Regions from separate parts of the Sus scrofa genome. Here all the other regions are linked to region 4. Evidence: chromatin contacts called from public HiChIP or PLAC-seq data. All regions are on one chromosome and are shown on one strand. The core of a region is the stretch at or near the end of the contact, and the rest is flanking DNA. Distances in the headings are between cores, read along the strand shown.

The links. HiChIP or PLAC-seq counts read pairs in DNA pulled down with a chosen protein or histone mark.
Region 1: a contact with region 4 is called in an H3K27ac HiChIP or PLAC-seq map of alveolar macrophages. The contact joins two enhancer-like sites. A contact is called at or near these places in 1 of 47 Hi-C or Micro-C datasets (embryonic fibroblasts) and 1 of 2 datasets of contacts at active chromatin or transcription factors (alveolar macrophages).
Region 2: a contact with region 4 is called in an H3K27ac HiChIP or PLAC-seq map of alveolar macrophages. The contact joins two enhancer-like sites. A contact is called at or near these places in 2 of 5 promoter capture datasets (fetal liver and liver), 29 of 47 Hi-C or Micro-C datasets (adipose tissue, alveolar macrophages, blood and 16 more) and 2 of 2 datasets of contacts at active chromatin or transcription factors (alveolar macrophages and skeletal muscle).
Region 3: a contact with region 4 is called in an H3K27ac HiChIP or PLAC-seq map of alveolar macrophages. The contact joins two enhancer-like sites. A contact is called at or near these places in 1 of 47 Hi-C or Micro-C datasets (embryonic fibroblasts) and 1 of 2 datasets of contacts at active chromatin or transcription factors (alveolar macrophages).

The regions. Positions count from the first base shown.
Region 1 is chr3:79,624,279-79,626,978 of Sscrofa11.1, reverse strand. No RefSeq gene overlaps it. Among named protein-coding and RNA genes, the nearest start is that of B3GNT2, 78 kb to the left of the region's middle. Within about 2 kb of position 1,253, at least 4 of the 83 cell types and tissues checked have an H3K27ac peak or open chromatin away from gene starts, as enhancers often do. A contact at or near this core is called in alveolar macrophages, where this site is marked.
Region 2 is chr3:79,502,036-79,504,735 of Sscrofa11.1, reverse strand. The region is part of intron 1 of LOC106508312 (a long non-coding RNA gene); the gene reads left to right. Among named protein-coding and RNA genes, the nearest start is that of TMEM17, 88 kb to the right of the region's middle. Within about 2 kb of position 1,260, at least 34 of the 83 cell types and tissues checked have an H3K27ac peak or open chromatin away from gene starts, as enhancers often do. A contact at or near this core is called in alveolar macrophages, where this site is marked.
Region 3 is chr3:79,555,104-79,557,803 of Sscrofa11.1, reverse strand. All of the region lies in intron 1 of LOC106508312 (a long non-coding RNA gene), which reads left to right. Among named protein-coding and RNA genes, the nearest start is that of TMEM17, 140 kb to the right of the region's middle. Within about 2 kb of position 1,338, at least 1 of the 83 cell types and tissues checked has an H3K27ac peak or open chromatin away from gene starts, as enhancers often do. A contact at or near this core is called in alveolar macrophages, where this site is marked.
Region 4 is chr3:79,898,949-79,901,648 of Sscrofa11.1, reverse strand. The region is part of intron 1 of COMMD1 (COMM domain-containing protein 1); the gene reads left to right. Among named protein-coding and RNA genes, the nearest start is that of COMMD1, 14 kb to the left of the region's middle. Within about 2 kb of position 1,253, at least 2 of the 83 cell types and tissues checked have an H3K27ac peak or open chromatin away from gene starts, as enhancers often do. A contact at or near this core is called in alveolar macrophages, where this site is marked.

The DNA.
Region 1 (2,700 bases), core at 4-2,503, 270 kb after region 4:
GGACCCCATGTTGGTACCCTCCCCACCTTTAAGGAATAAAACCCCCTATAGGACAGTAGAGAAAGGGGGGCTCTTCTCCGCCCCTCCCAGCAGCCCTGGGAGCTATCTGCTTTCCTTTAATAAAAACTTTGCTTGCTTGCTGGAGAAAAAAAAAAAAAAGTACAAGACCTGTGCCTGTCTCTAGGAGCTTACTTCTTCTATTGGAGAAGTCAAATGTTCTTCCAGATCCCTAAAGTGTGAAGAGTGACAAATCATATCTCACCTGGCCCCTCCCACTGGCGCTGGGAGGAAAGAAAGTTTCTGTCTTTTGCTGAGGGTCCCCCTTTCCTCTTCCACCCCACCCCCCCACCCTCATCCTTGGGCTGCAGAGGAACCCCAGGCTTCAACAGGCATTGGTGACTTCTCCTAGTGCCCTCTGTCCACAGCCTCGTCATCTCTCCCAGGCCCATGGCTCCATCTCTTTTGAACTAAGCTAGGATGCAGCTTTGAGGAGCTTCTCAGGCCACCACCCCCGGTGCCACTGTCTCTCATCTTCAAGGCACCACTGCTCCTGGGATGCTGACCCCTCTGAGTCAGGGGACCTGTGCAGGTGGATGACTCTGGCCCCTTTTCCTTCCCTGAACTTTGAGGCATTCCCCTCCTCAGCTACCTCCCAAGCCCTCTGACTAGCTCCTGAACAACTTGATAAAAACAAAGACTCTCCCCTTTGGGCCAGGGGAACCCAAATCCCAGGACTTAAGCCCTGGTTATCCTTTAGGAGGAAGCGGGATACTTTATTTTTTCATTATGAGCCTATAGCCAGCAGAAAACAAGAGACTAAATAAACTAACTGTTCCTCAACCTCGTTGTTCTGTTATACTGCTGCAGGGATCCTGTATAAAAAAAAAAAAAGAAAGAGAGAAGGTGCTGGATGCCCAGTGGAGGATAGATGGCCCAAGACATGCAAGGTCAATGCATGTCATTTGATTATGGTAACCTCGTAAAGGCAGGGCCAGTGGCAAGCAGCCACAGCTCCAGAAACAGGCATCATCTCAGTGCCCTGGCCCTGTGTCTGGCCTGTCTGACTCTAGCCTCTTGCCAGCTGAAATATGTGTGGTTATAGGAGAAAGAGAACTGGGTTGGGTGACAATATGGATGGTTTTGGGACATATGAGCCCAAAGAAATCCCAGCGTTGGGTCTGTACAGGGAGGTAGCCGTATCAGAGAATTGCAAAGTTGGCCTGTAATTCAGAATCCGATGAGGGAAGGCGTGGAACCCCACCCAGCCTCTGGCCACAGACTGAGGGCTAAAGGGAAGCAGGTCTGTTCCTTGTGTGTAACCTCCCACCCCAGGATTTCTAAGAAATGCTTGCTTCTATTTCTTGGTTCTCCTGGGACCAGATGTATAATAATTTGGGTATATTTTAACTTGAAAAGGTAAAAACATCCTTCCAGCTGCATCCTCCTTTTCTTTCAGAGTCAGGATAATGTAGGGGGAGAGCTTGGTTCTGAAAGCAAATGGAAAGTGTTTTGGTTTCTGGAGATTAGAAAAAAAAAAAAAAAAAATTCAAAGAGCCAAGGCCTCCTCTGTAACGTGAAATGGGCTGGGTCCTGCTAAATAATTCAGAGGCTAAACTGAGCCAACAAGGAGCTAGAGCAAATTATCAGATATCCCACACCCTTCTCTTTTTATTGGCTTGCTCACGTCCTGGTTGGCACTTGGTTGGAGAGAAGCAGTCAGTGACAAGTGGAGCGAAACCATTCATTCATTCAATAAAGTGTCCGTGATTTCTTTCTGTATATCAGCAGCTGTGGCTAGAGCTGAGGATACACACCAGGACAAGACATGTCTCTCTGCCTCATATAACTTGGAACCTGTGCCATGGCTCTCAAATGTCAATGCGCATCAGACTCCTCCGGACGACTTGTTAAAATACAGATTGCCAGGCCCCATCCCAGGAGTTTCCAGTTCAGTAGGTCTGGGGTGGCCTGAGAATCTGTACTCCTAACAAGTTCCCAGGTGATGCTGATCTGCTGGTCCTAGGACCACACTTTGAGAACGCTTGGTCCAGGTAACCATCTCACACCACCATTTTTACCTCTTGGTACAACCTGGCTCACTCAGGTGAACTGGAGGAGATGTGGAGCCCTGGCCCAGGTTGTTGACAGTCTGAGGTTACCTGTCTGGGAGCTGCGGCCATCCCAGGTTCCACAATGAAGGGAGTCGGTCTCTCTCTCTCTCTTTTTTTTTTTTTGGCTGCCCTGTGCCATATGGAATTCCTGGCCAGAGATCAGATTCAGATTCAAGCTGCAGTTGCAACATACGCTGCAGCTGCAGATCCCTTAACCGACTGTGCTAGGGCCGGGGATAGAACCTATGTCCTGAAACTGCAGAGATACCACCAATCCTTTGTGCCACAGCGGGAACTCTGGGAGTCCATATCTTAAGGCACAGTGTCCTCTAGGCACCAACCCCGAGGTGGAGCGATTGCAGCTTTGAGGGACCGTCTTTGGACTCCTCTTTGGAAATGAAGGCCTTATTTTACCCCTGGCCTAGTGCAAGCCCATAACTCTGGGTGCCCGAGTTGGGGATGGGATGAAAGGGAGTCTTCCACAGCCTTGTCCTCCCTTCGCCTGGAGCCCCTGCCCGTCTCTTCCTGTCCCATCCTTAACAACCTAAGCAGCTCATGCCCCTTCCACGCTCACAGGCAGGTCAGATGC
Region 2 (2,700 bases), core at 11-2,510, 400 kb after region 4:
TAGTTGACAGGGCCAGGTTTCCAGCCTAAACAGGCAGACTGACTCCGGCACTGACAAACATATCCAGGCAAAGTAAAGATGGCACATTCCTGGGGCAAGCCCATCTGGTGCCCACCTTGGGCCTGCGGAGGTCAAGGGCTTGCTGCCATCCTCTGGGACAGAGGGATCAGCACCCCTCACTTCTTAGCATATCTGCAACCCCGACTCTCCAAGCTGGGCAGGGAACAGCCTGACCTGCTGTGCTTCTTAAAGAGGGGAGAGCAGAGAGAAGGGAGAGGCGGGCTGGTTTTGTACAAGGGACAGTAAAGACAGAGACCAACAGGAAGAGATGGGCGAAGAAGGGAGGCTTGGAAGCCCTTTATTATTTATTATAGCAGAGGAAAGAATGGGAGGTTTGTTTCTAAGCCATAAATAACCTCCTTTGATCTCTGTACATATCAGAGATAAATGAGTCACTTAGGCCTCAGAAATTAATGATTGTTCCAATTATTACCTTAAGTGACCTTCCAGCATTAGTAATCCCTACCACTCCCTGCAAAGAAGCTGTGTCAGGGTTTGACCAGGGTAGGGGAAGAGGCCAGTCTGAAGTGGGGAGCGTTCTTTCGGTGATTGAGCTCACTTTGCAAAGAGGAAACCAGTCTCAGCTCTTAGGGCCCAAGAAGAGCTGGAGCCAGACACCAATCTCTGGGCTCCGCTTCTGTCTTTGCCTTTAGGACCCTGCTGACTCCTGACCTCCCTGAGAGGGTGGGTGTAGAAGGATCTGCAGAGCTGCCTGGCCATCTGGAAGCAAACAGGGGTTTGGTGCCAAGTGAACATGACCTTCCGACCTTCCGCAGGCCCCTTCCCATTCAGATTCGAGGAAGAGCTTTGAAGTTTCCTTTGTGTTCGTGTTTTCTTAGCCCTGATCCCGCTGTACTGGAATGAGTGTGCAGCCCTGCCCATCCCTGGAGATTTATCCCCCATCTACAAAAACCTTAGAAAAATACTGCAAGCTCCACCCATCATCCCCAAACCACTGACTGCTTTTTCCTCAGGCGAAAATACAAAGGAGAAGCTCAGAACCCCCACCAGGAGACATTCTGTTCGTGTTTATAGTTTCTCCAGAGACATTCCGATGACACCCCCCCACCCCACCCCCGGAAACCAGATCCCAGGGCAGGAGCTCCTAAGATGTGCGTGTTGGGAGGTATGGAGAACACAGCCAGGGGAAGGGTCAGACCACAGACTGTCCCTGAAGCCTCCAGGCTGCCGGCTAGGGCAGTACAGGCAGACCCCAGAGAGAAGAAAAAGCAGGTGGTTTCAACCTTTCTGGTCACACCCAGTGAGCCAACCACTGCGCTTTGTGTAGACAAATATTGGTCTCAGGAATTTTGTTGCTCTGAAAGTCACAAAAGGGCCTCTTCTGTCATATTGCTCAGAAGGTTGGTAAGTCAGTATTGAAAAAGAAGGTGTGGAGGGGAGGATCAGGGGGCAGTGGAGTGTGTCTTGAAGAAATACTGAAGACAGTTAGATAGAGGAGAGAGAGAGGGAGAGAGGGAAACCTAGAATCCCAAAGCAGCTTTAGAAGATTTTACCTGGTTTGCTGTTCAGGGTGGAGACTCTTAGAAATGGTGCTATCTTGTGGTTATTAAGGGGAATTACAACATGTCTGTATATGTCTGTCTCTCTCCCTCCTTCCCTCTCCCCCTCCTCCTTCTCCCTCTCTCTCTCTCCCTTCCTCCAGGCCATATTCCAAAGTCAGATGTTCATTTTTTTTTTCTTTTTTTTGTCTTTTTGCCATTTCTTTGGCCGCTCCCGCGGCATATGGAGGTTCCCAGGCTAGGGGTCTAATTGGACCTGTAGCTGCCAAGCCTATGCCAGAGCCACAGCAACGCGGGATCCGAGCCGCGTCTGTGACCTACACCACAGCTCGTGGCGACGCCGGATCTTTAACCCACTGAGCAAGGCCAGGGATCGAACCAGCAACCTCATGGTTCCTAGTCAGATTCGTTAACCTCCACGACGGGCACTCCATTTTTTTTTTTTTTTTAAGTCAGATTTTCAGATTTCCATATACAAGTTTCTAGAATGGAACCGTCCAAAACCAGTACCTACCAGCCACATACATTACTTTATACTTAAATGTACATTAATTGCGTGAAATATAATGTAAATTTCACTTCCTCAGTCACACTAGCCACATGTCAAGTGCTACTGTACTGAACAGCACAAGTGTAGAATGTTTCCGTTGTGGCCAAAAATTCTACTGAATAATGCTTTTTTAGAAAGTTCAGAGCTGGCGTTTCCATCATGGCTCAGCGGAAACGAATCTGACTAGTATCCATGAGGATACAAGTTCAATTCCTGGCTTCACTCAGTGCGTTAAGGATCGGGCGTTGCTATGAGCTGCGGTGTAGGTCGCAGATGCATCTCGGATCCCGCGTTGCTGTGGCTGTGGTGTAGGTCGGCAGCGGCAACTCTGTTTTGATCCCTAGCCTGGGAACCTCTGTGTGCCATGGGTGCAGCCCTCAAAAGACAAAAAAAAAAAAAAAAAAAAAAAAAAAAAGGTTCAGAGTTGTCATTTGATAGAACATTACAGCAATTCAGAAGAAATATAGTTTAGAGCCTGCTTTCTGCTTTCACAGTGCCCACTGGTTGAAGATTTACGGAGCAATTTCTCTCCAAACAATTTCCTCCCTCCCACTGTTAGAGAGGGCTCCA
Region 3 (2,700 bases), core at 89-2,588, 340 kb after region 4:
CGAGCATAAAATGAGGCTCAAGGTTTACTGGAAGTTAAATCTTCTGCCATTATTGGTTCTAACAAGTTTATGTTGTATCCTCAACAGCTATGTCATTTTTCCCTCCCCCCCACCTTTTTTTGTCTTTTTGCCTTTTCTAGGGCCACTCCCAAGGCATATGGAGGTTCCCAGGCTAGGGGTTGAATCGGAGCTGTAGCCACTGGCCTACTACGGAGCCACAGCAACTCGGGATCCGAGCTGCCTCTGTGACCTACACCATAGCTCACGGCAACACCGGATCCTTAACCCGCTAAGCGAGGCCAGGGATTGAACCCGCAACCTCATGGTTCCTAGTAGGATTCATTAACCACTGCGCCACAACAGGAACTCCTCCCTCCTTTTTTATGGCCAAATTTGCGGCATATGGAAGTTCTGATCTAGGGGTCAAATTAGAGTTGGAGCTGCCGGCCTACGCCACAGCCAAGGCAATGTCAGATCCTTAACCCACTGAGCAAGGCCAGGAATCGAGGCTGCATCCTCGTGGATACTATGCTGTGTTCTTAACCTGTTGAGCCACAACAGGAATTCTGCAGTGTCATTATTTCTTCTTCTTCTTTTTCTTTTTAGGGCCATACCTGCAGCATATGGGGGTTCCCAGGCTAGAGGTCGAATCAGAGCTATAGCTGTGGGCCTATACCATAGCTCATGGCAACACTGGATCCTTAACCCACTGAGTGAACCCAGGGATCGAACCCACAACCTCATGGTCCCTAGTTGGATTTATTTCCACTGCACCATGATGGGAACTCCTGCTATGTCATTTTTTTTTAATGTTATTTTTTTTAAAGGTTGTTCCCTACCCCCTTCCCTCCTGTCTCCTATTAGTTTTGTCTTATTATTGTGTTTGTACTTTCAGTGATAATTTGGAAGGTTTGTGTTTCTTATCTAGTAGTTACCTTTAGGGCCTTGTTAAACAAATAATTTTCAGAAAGAAGCAAGAGCATGACTGTCACGTGAATGGATGCAAGAATGAACACCTTAAAGATTTTATCTTACCCTTTAATTAGCAAGGGAATCAGACAGATGTTACAACTGGTTCAGAGGAAAAGTCCAAGGAATACAAATACAAATGAAATAAGGGGTTGAATTACAAATGGAGACAAAACTGTTTTTCCCCCTGAGTTAAGGAAGTCGAAGGAAACTACCAGACAATACAGATTTGCATACTTCTCATTTACCTACAGTTACAAAGAGGTGTAAAATGGCTCAAAGACAATGAACAGTGCCAGAACTGGACAGTCTGGAGGGTGTGATGCACAGTTTAATATCGAAAGGCAAAACTTCCTCTTCTTTAGTGTTTTTTTTTTTTTTTCGGTCGTGCCTGTAGCATATGGAAGGTCCCAGGCCAGGGATCAGACCTTCACCACAGTTGCAGTCTGAACCACAGCAGTGACAATGCCAGATCCTTCACTCACTGAGCCACTAGGGAACTCCCTCTTACTCTAATCTTAATGTTGTATGATGACCCCCTCCCTTTTTAAGTTTTATTGAAGTACAGTTGATGATAGTTATGTAATAACCCTTGATCCTCTATTTCTTTAGATATTTTTACCATTTCACCCCCAAAACATGAGATATCTATTCATTTATTTGTGTCTTCTTCAATTTCCTTCACAAATATCTTAAGCATTTCAGTGTATAATTCTCTCAACTCTTTGGTTAAATTTATTCCTACTTCATTGTTTTTGCTGCTGATGTAAATAAGATTGTTTCCTTGATTTCTCTTTCAGGTAGTTTGTTAGTGAATAGAAAGGCATTTGATTTCTGCATGTCAATTTTTTTTTTTTTTTTTAGGGCCATACTTGTGGTATATGGAGGTTTCCAGGCTAGGGGTCGAATCAGAGCTGTAGCTACTGGCCTACACCACAGCCACAGCAATGCCAGATCTGAGCCACATCTATGACCTACACCACAGCTCAGGGCAACATTGCATCCTTAACCCACTGAGCGAGGCCAGGAGTTAAACCTGCATCCTCATGGATGCTAGTCAGATTCATTTCTGCTGACCCACAACAGGAACTCCTACTTGTTGATTTTTTTATCCTGCAAGTTTACTGAACTCATTTATTAGTGCTAACAGTTTTTTTTGGTGGAGTCTTTAGGGTTTTCTATATATAAGATTATGTCATATATGTTGAGAGATAATTTTACTTCCTAATTTAGTTTGAATGCATTTTATTTCTTTTCCTTGCCTCATTGCTCCGGCTGTGGCATTCAGTACTATGTTGAATTGAAGTTCTATCAATTTTCTTTATAAGGTGAGCAGGTCATCCTGGCTGTAGAGCTGAGGGCCCCATGTCCTATGAAACTCCTCAGTCTCTGGAAAACCAGGACAGTTGGTCACCCTAATTTTCTTTTATAAGCAATGATGAAATTATTATATTTCCTCTTCCTTCCACTTCCTTTCTCAGGAAGCTCTTTATGTAACAGTGGTACACAACCTTGGCTGCACTTAAAGCTTAAAAATCTTGATGCCTATGCTCCACCCCAATGGATCCTGATTTCATTGATTTGGGCATTTGGAATGTGTAAAAGCTACTCAGATAATTCTAATGTTCAACCATTGGTATGTAAAGATATGGAACTATCTCTAAGTTACGTTGAATGCATAACACTGTGCATAATATGCTGCCACTGTGTAGAAGATCGAAAAACAAGAAA
Region 4 (2,700 bases), core at 4-2,503:
TGACTCTCTTGGGGTTTCTGGCCAAGTCTGAAATTTTTAAAAGTTTCATTGACTTATAGTTGATTTACGATGTGATAAATTCTGCTGTACAATAAAGCGGTTTTGTTATACATATGCACATATCCACTTTTCCCAGATTCTTTTCCCTTTTAGTTTATTACAGCTTATTGGGTAGAGTTCCCTGTGCTTTATAGCAGGTCCCCATTGACCACCCATTCCATATACAGTAGTGTGCATATGTGAATTCCAAACCCCCAATCCATTCCTCCCCCACCTGTCCCCTTTGATAACCTAAGTTTGTTTTTGAAGTCTGTATCTTTCTGTTTTGTAAATAAGTTCGTTTGTATCATTCTTAAGATTCTGCATATAAGTGATAGCATATGGTTTCTGTCTGTAAGTCTGAAATATAAACTGACAAAGACAAATTAACAGGAGAGAAGTGTACAAATTTGTACTTTTGTGTGACGCAGGAGCCTTCATAAGGAAAGGAAGACACAAAGAAACAGACCTGACTATTTTATCCCAGGTTTGATAAAGAGTGGACAGTTCATAAAGGATTATCATAGGTTAGAAGTATGAAGTAATTATAGTAAACAGAGGGAAATTTAGTAAGCCCTGTATGTAGGGTTCTTCTTGGCATTCCTTTGCTTTTGAATATAAGAATGGATGCTCTGTTCCTCTGGATATAGGGAGGGCACCTCTTATATGATGGTTTATGACTTGTTTTACAAATGAAAAGTGCATAAAACAGTTTCTTTTTGATACTTGAGTCAATTTAAGAACAGACATCATTTGTATACATTTTGTACAGCAACTATTAAGTAACAGGAAATTGGAAGTTCCCGTCGTGGCTCAGTGGTTAACGAATCTGACGAGGAACCATGAGGTTGTGGGTTTGAACCCTGTCCTCGATCAGTGGGTTAAGGATCTGGTGCTGCCGTGATCTGGCGTTGCTGTGGCTGTGGTGTAGGCCGGCGGCCACAACTCTGATTCAGCCCTGACCCTGGGAACCTCCATATGCCGTGGGTGCAGCCTTAGAAAAGACAAAAAAAAAAAAAAAAAAAGTAATAAGTTAACTTTAGTATAAAAATGAATGTAAACTATCTGGTCTTAAAATGTTTAGATCAGGAGACATGAATAGGAGAGACTGAAAACATTTAACTTTTTCTGTCATACTTTTAGAATTCCTTTATCTCCTGTCTTAACTATAAGCAGTAATTCTTTTTTTTCACTTTAGGTGGCAGTATAATATTGCCTTGCTAATAGACTGATAAAATGTGCTAGAAGCAAGTTGTAATGTTTAAAAAGTTCTTGCTCTTGAGTTGTTCTAGTTCAGAAAACAAAGTTGGCTACTCAACAATAAGAATTTCTTATCCAAAAAGAAGTCTAAATATTCAGTTTGATATTTTGAATTTAGAAATATGTTCTGGAAAATTTAAAGCTCTGTAGACAGATTCCTTTTGCTATAGCCCCCCAGTTTTTGTATTACTATATTTTGATCATTTTTGTAACTACATTTTTCTCATTTTTGAGAAATTTTAAAAATTTAAGTTTTTTTGTTTTTTTGTTTTTTTGTCTTTTTGCCATTTCTTGGGCCGTTCCTGCGGCATATGGAGGTTCCCAGGCTAGGGGTCTAATTGGAGCTGTTGCTGCCGGCCTACGCCAGAGCCACAGCAACTAGGGATCCGAGCCACGTCTGTAACCTACACCACAGCTCACAGCAACGCCGGATCCCTAACCCACTGAGAAAGGCCAGGGATCGAACCCAAAACCTCATGGTTCCTAGTCATATTCGTTAACAGCTGTGCCACGATGAGAACTCCTGTAGCTTATTTATTTTAGAAATAATAGTTTGTACTTCTTAACCCCCATCCCTATTCGTTACTTTTGGGAGTTTAGATGATAACTCATGAGATATATTTCTACTCCTCTGAAGGACTGGCAAACAATGTTACTATTTTATGTTACTGGACATATACATGATAAAGCAGCAAATACAGATTGCCAGTTAGAGTTTGTGGAATATTTTAATCGGCTTAAATGACCTGTAATAAGGTGTTTTGTAAGCTTTTTCTTTCTTTCTTAATCTGTATTAATTGAAGATTGATTTTTGGTTCTCCTTTTCTCAAAGCAACTATTCTAGGTCTGAAAACTTGACTTAGGTTGAAGAGTTCCTAGGAAGGAATATTTTAAAGAAAATTTCTATCTTTGATTTACCTATCAAATATAGTCAATCCTGCTTACAGCTGGTTTCTACAAATTCAAGGATACAGAGGGACAACTGTACTATGCCATTTCATATAAAAGATTTGACCATTCTTGATTTTGCTGTCTCTGTGGACACCAAGGCACAACTGTATTTACTGAGCCCCTAATATGCTATACCCTGCTTTGTACACAAAATGAATGTCATAGCCCATGTTGTAAAGAGTCCTGTATTATATGGTAAATGCCATAAGAAAGGTATAAATGATGTGTTCTGCTGGAATAGATCCTTATTTGGTAATCTTTTTAAACCACAGAAATATGAAAAGCCAGGGTTTTGTTTTGTTTTGTCCTAATGAAACATCTATATCTTTGACTCTGTCTTTTAAAGTTTTTTTTTTTTTTTTTTTTTTTTTTTTTTTGGCCACCCCTGTGGCATGTGGAAATTCCTGGTCCAGGGATTGAACTTGCACCACAGCAGCAACCCAGGCTGCT